Linked DNA regions of Arachis hypogaea: region 2 is linked to region 1. The links are chromatin contacts, called in public Hi-C maps. All regions are on one chromosome and are shown on one strand. Each heading gives the region's core, a stretch centred on a gene start, on an enhancer-like site or on the middle of the called end of the contact. The rest is flanking DNA. Distances are from core to core; before and after follow the strand shown.

The links. A called contact is a pair of places that touch in the nucleus more often than the background predicts.
Region 2: a contact with region 1 is called in a Hi-C map of leaf, with 2.9 times the contacts expected there. The contact joins the promoter of LOC112715325 here to the enhancer-like site in region 1. A contact is called at or near these places in 4 of 8 Hi-C or Micro-C datasets (leaf and an unstated tissue).

What each region holds. Positions count from the first base shown.
Region 1 is chr10:18,711,847-18,715,042 of arahy.Tifrunner.gnm2.J5K5, reverse strand. LOC112718204 (a long non-coding RNA gene) reads left to right here. Exons shown (of 5, transcript XR_003160687.3): 4 at 1-1,269; 5 at 1,443-1,741. Among protein-coding and RNA genes, the nearest start is that of LOC112718204, 3.5 kb to the left of the region's middle. Within about 2 kb of position 1,457, at least 3 of the 3 cell types and tissues checked have open chromatin away from gene starts, as enhancers often do.
Region 2 is chr10:19,183,968-19,187,163 of arahy.Tifrunner.gnm2.J5K5, reverse strand. It overlaps LOC112715325 (pentatricopeptide repeat-containing protein At4g33990), which reads right to left and starts at 1,446. Exons shown (of 6, transcript XM_029289613.2): 1 at 904-1,446.

The sequences.
Region 1 (3,196 bases), core at 208-2,707:
AAATTAAAAGAATAGGTTGTTATTGATCATGTAACAACCATAACTACCATTAAAAATTTTTAAAATTTTAGCGGCAATAATAATAATAACTAAAAGCTAGTAAAAACTAGTAAAATGACAATTCTAAAATTAGTTTTAGTGGTCATATAAATTGCCAAAAATAATGATTACTAAAACTTTTAAGTTTTTTTGTGGCCAATAAAAAGATTTTTATTGGCAATTCTTATAATTATCTTTAAAAAAATTTTAGCAACAGAGTATAATACGGCTAATGTCTAATTATCGATAAAAATATTAGTAGCTATTTTTATTGCCGCTAAAAACAATTGCCATGAAGAGTTTTTTTCTTGTAGTGAAGTTCTCATCATTACAAGATACAACAATTATTCTCCAGTTCAATCCATAAAAAAAAGATATGAATGAGTAGACTTTTTATAATAGCACATAATTAAATATTCAACTATCTCAAGTATATATTAAAATTTAGCTACAAAATTAACATGTTAAAATATAAAGTATATATTGAAAATAACTTAAATATTTATTTGGGTGAGTTTCTAAGAAAAGATCTTTTTTTAGTTATTTTTTAAAAAAAAAGTTATAGAAAAATAAAAGTAATTTTATATTTGGATATCTCATGCAAGAAGATCTTTTTATCTATCAATTATATTTGGGTATAACAATATAAAAGTACTTTTATTTATTTATTATTGAAAAATATCTTTTTTTTCTCTAAACAAATATGTAAATTATAATTTCTCAAAAAAGATATTTTTTATTTTTCTAATATTTTTTTTACTGTTAAAAATTTACTAAACACGTTAAAAAATATAAAAAAAACAAAAAATATTTTTATTGAAAAAATATATTTTTTTATCAACTTAATAATATCTAAATAAATACTATATGTATTTATACACAAATACATAGTGATTAATTTAGTAGTATATTTTTAGTATGTATATAATATTTTTTTACTATTAATTTAAATATAAATATTGACATAATTATAAACAAACTATTAATTATATTTAAGATTTTTTATTTTTTTGGTGAAAAGGAGTTGAGTAAGAAGGGTAAAGAGATTATACTAACGAAACATGTTATGCTACTTATTATTTAGTGAAGTAACACTTTTTGTAAAAAAATAAATAAATAAATAAATATTTCATTAACATATTATATTAACACAAGACCTTTTTTTGGTTTTACAAGTATCTCCCAACTCGACAGGTCAAGGACTAATCCATGAATTGCTGCATGCAGCAGGTAGAATCCGAACCCTCGACACTTGCTTAAGCGGACAAGTGAACTAATCACTTGACCAACCTAAATTGGTTACAAGACTCCTTTTTAAGAAAACCATGGAAAGACAAGATTGATGTGCTGACCCTCTCTATGATGGGCTCATTTCTCGTGTATTTTTTTTTTGTGAACAACAGGGTCCAAGTCCCCCTCGTGTATTTTATGGGAGTTTGCCCGCATTTTCTGCGGCCCAATTCAGTAGCCGACACCCATAATTAGGCTCAAACATGTGGACGCTAGTTAGGGGCTATAACGGGCGGATAAGAACGAATTTTTGCTTTATCCGATCTCACTTTGTCGTACAAAAATTTACATAAAATTTGTCTTATTTTTATTTGTGGGTAGTAAAACGTTAAACCCTAATCTCTCTGTGGGTATCCATTTTGTCTCTACATATCCTTATAATTATTAAAATCCAATAAATAAAATTAAATTTTAAAATTTATATAACCATCATCATATGCATAACATAAATTAAAGTAAAAATTTAAATATAATACAATATTATTAATTATTTACTAATTATTTTATATATATTATACATATTATATATTAAAATTATATATATTATATATCTATGACAAATATTATTTAAATCTGACCCAGTCCCATTTCTTTTAGAATATAAATAGAGATGGAATAAATACCCGCAAATTCAAGTGATGTTGCCATTCCTAAAGCTACTTGAAAAGTGTCTCCTGTCCATTTTGCTGGTGCAGAGACAAAATAGCGTTACATTTCGCTAGTGTAGGAGTGATAAGCCCATTTTACATGTGCAAGAGCAGAAGTGGTCATATCTCGCATGTGTTTTGGATGAAATGGTGTCAACCCTATAAGCATGAGTCCTTTATGAGTTGGACTATAAAAAAAAAAATTCAGTGCACATTTTTTGAAAAAAAAAAGTGTATATTTTAATAAATAAAATATTTTTATGTGTTCCTCAAAAAAAATATATTTTTATGAGTTATAATTTCATACTTTTACCAAAAGAAAAATTATTTTAATATTTTTTATGAAAATTAAATGTCTAAAATTAAATTACATAAAAAATTAAACATTAAAGAAATAATTAAATTTTAAAATTATTTTTTTTCAAATATAATGAACGATTGATTTTCTTTTTCTTTATTAAATTAACTACTTTTATTTCTACTTTTATACCTTTCAATAGTACAAACAAATAAATCAAAAGATAAAATAAGTACTATTCATATTTAGATTAGGAAAACCCAACCCAAACTCAATTTAGCAACACCTCCTTTAAAAATGGGCTGCTCCCTCCTAATTTGGCCCAACAATGACTAGCTCTATTCTCTTTGGCCGGGTTTAAAGGGTAAATTTAATCAAATACGGGTCTCATAATCCAGTATTCGACCCGACTTAGAGAATAGGTCATATGCTCTCCATGCTACTTAAGTTATTATCATTGTGGTGATAGATATAACATTGGAGTAACTTCCCCCACTCCAAGGCAATAACCACCCACTATAATTTGAATTTATTTCTAAAAAATAACTAAATCTTATTCTCATGTATTTTTTTCATCTATTTTTTTATATAACTTGCTAAATTTTTTGTTAACTTAAGTATTAAATTTTTTTGCAAATATCCAATACAGTTTAGGTGAGAATATTGAAAACTTTTTCAAAATATTTGAATCTCACATCCATGTTCAAAATATTATACTTAATTTTATGTTTAGTTATGAAAATCAAATCAAACCAGTCTATTCGATTGAATTAACAGAGAATCAATTTTTTTGCTGGTTGAATTGACATAAAAAAATCACCTAACAAAAAAAGTCAATAATTAACTGGTGAACCGTATAAACACTTATTATTTATTATTTTGTAACAGTTAAAATATCATTTACCTTGCAAAAAATTTATAT
Region 2 (3,196 bases), core at 197-2,696, 470 kb before region 1:
TATTTGGTATTCTTCAGACTAATTAAGGCATTCCCGTATAAAGTACACTATTAAGGAAACTAACATTAAGTCATATATGCTACTAAACAAACTTAACACAGGTTCATATAACTTAGATTGCCACATCCCCAAGAAAACAACACAGTAAAATTTCAGGGCTTTCAACAATTTTCTGGTCAGCTTTAGATGAGGCTATGTAATTTGCAACATTGGCAGAGCAAACAAGCTTATCAGTTTTCTCATCCGGGATTTCAACTGAAAATTCTTTTTTCAACATCAATCAGAGCCGAATCCAATTGAAGAGCACAAGTATCTCAATTACATATTGACACACTCATTCCCAGCAAAGCACCATCAACAAGTCAGAATCAGAAAAATCAGTAACCAACGACTCAGAAATCAGAATCAATATAACAAAACTTAACAATGCAGTGAAGCACATAAAGGATAACACTTATCCGCCACCAGAAGAAACAACAATAAAAACAAGTTTTTAAGTTTAACTAATTTTGCTCACGAACAAGCCAACAACTAATAAATTAACTCAGAATTAGAACAATAGCACAAAAATAACTCAGAAAATTACCAATAATCAACGATAATTAACCCAGAAGTCAGGACAAAATAACAACAACCCAGCCCTGTTAATAACAATGAACAAGGAAGAAAAATAACTCAGAAAACAACAAGTAACCCAGGAAAACAACAATCAACAATCAACATAATTAAATCCAGAAAAATAGCAATTAACTCCCAAAAATGAAACTGAATAAGCAGTGGAGGGATGGAGGCTTACAAACTCAGAAATTCAGTAACTCAAAATAAGCAGAAATTAACCAGAAATCAGAAAACCAAACAAAAGTACAAAAACAAGCAAAAATAAATTGAATCAGCAGTGCTTACGGGCGGCCAAGGAGGAAGGCAAGTGACGGCCACGGAGGAATGGGAAGTGACGGCAACTGACGAGGGAAGTGAGCTCGGACAGAGAGTAACAGACAGCTCGAAGAGGGATGCTGGCCTCGGACAGAGAGAGAGCTCGAAGAGACGACGACCGACCGATCAACCTTTGGTACGGCGACGCCACCGGATCAACGCGTCCTTCGTGCGACGGCAACGAGAAGAGGAGCGATGAGAACTAAGAAGAGTTCGGCGATCCGATGAGAAGAGTTCTGCGACAACAAGAGTGTGACGGCACCCACGTTTTGTCCCCACCGGCGGGGAGCACCCTGTACCAGAGGAGAAGAATTTGGCGATGAGGGACGGTGATGGTGGCTGGCTGGGCTTAGGGTTAGGTTTCAGAGAGTGAGAGAAAGGAAGTGGGGTATTTCTTCGTTCTTCTTCCTTCTGATTGCAACACAGCGTCGTTTTTCATTGATGCACCGAAGCGGAAACCACGAAAAAATCCGGCTGGTTCTGACGGTTCACTGATTAACCATGATTTACCCAGTTTCAATTTTTTGCAGTTTTATACTTTAATTGAACCGGCTAAGTGACCGGTTAACTCGGTCAAATTAGTCAATTCGGTTCAATTTTTAAAACATTAATCAAAAGTTAAATACTTAAATAGTCAAAAATCCAATTGATAGAAATTACCAATTACAAATAAGGGTGTTCGAAGTGTGGTTTGGATCGATTTTGAATCAAAAATTTATCCAATCCGATCCAATTTCAAATTATTTGAATTGGATTGGATTTGTGATTTTGTAAATTAAAAAAGTTAAATACATATAACAAGTCTCAATATTATATTTTAAATAATTAACAATGACATAACAAGTTTTAATAATATTTTAAAAAGTCACCGATAACATAACAATAGAAATAAAATTATAAGTTAGTTAAAAAAATAAATAAATCACATTTTGAACATAAAAGATTTATTAAATAATAATAATATATGAATAATATAAAAATGTATAACAAATTAAACATGTTATAAGTATAATTGTAAATATAATAATAAAATAATAATATTATAGTTCATTGTGCGATTGGATTGATTTGGATCAGTTATAAAAAGAAGATCTGAAATCCAATCCGATCCAACTGTTTGCAAAAAATAGAATCCAATCAAATCCGAATTAGTGCGGTTTTAATTGGTTTTCAGTTTGAATTGGATTGGATGAGCGGTTTAATTTAAATTAGTTTAGATTTGAACACCCTTAATTACATATTAATATACAATTCAAGAAGATTAAATGATTAATATACAATAAAGCTCACATAAAAGAGAAAGCAATCAGATTCATATACAATAACAAAAAAAATAAATAAATACCCAACACCGTTTTTGTCCATTTTTATAAAGGACAAGGCGCTCTTTCCAAAAAAAATGAGCACTTCAATCTTCAATCTTTTTATTTTAAGATAATACGATTTTTCTATTAAAAAATTTATTAAGTAATAATAAAAATTAGTAATATTAAAATAATACTTTTTAAAAATATTTATATTAATAGAGTATTTTCATTTTAAAAATATTTAGTTTTAAAATTCATGGAGTTTTAAAACTCCAATCAATAGTATTGTAACATCACCAAATTTTGTAGAAAATAATAAGGATAACTAAAACTAATAAATATATCATATATGTGTTTTTCTGTAAATTTAATTAATGGTGGATAACTAAAACGTGGGAGTAATAAATTTATTCTTTTTTTATTAATAAGAATAATTTCAATAGAGTGCTTTTGGAATATCATTTTTTATAGAGTTAAGTACGATTTTGGTCCTTAAAGTAGGAGTTGAGAATTATTTTCGTTCTCAACTTTTTTTTACTTGCAAAATCGTCCCTAAAGTTTAACTTAATTTTAAAATTGTCCTTCGGATCAAAATACCCCTCTCCTTCTTCCCCAAAATCTTCATTTTCTATTCTGCTTTTTCTTCTTCTCCATCACAGCATCATCTCTTCTTCTTTTTTCTTCTTTTTCATCAAAGTATCAACAATAACAACAATAAAACAATGTAATAAAAATAAAAAAAAAAACAACCAGAAACAGAAGCAGAAACAATAGAATTAGAAGCAAAACTAGAACCAGAAGCACAAGCAACTTGAAGCAGAAACAAAACCAAAACTAAAAGCACAAGCAACTAGAAACAGATGCAGAGCATCCAAAATCAGAATGAAATTAGAATAAAAAACAATAATATAATCAAAATAAAAAACAATATAATTAACAAATCAACAAATCCACAA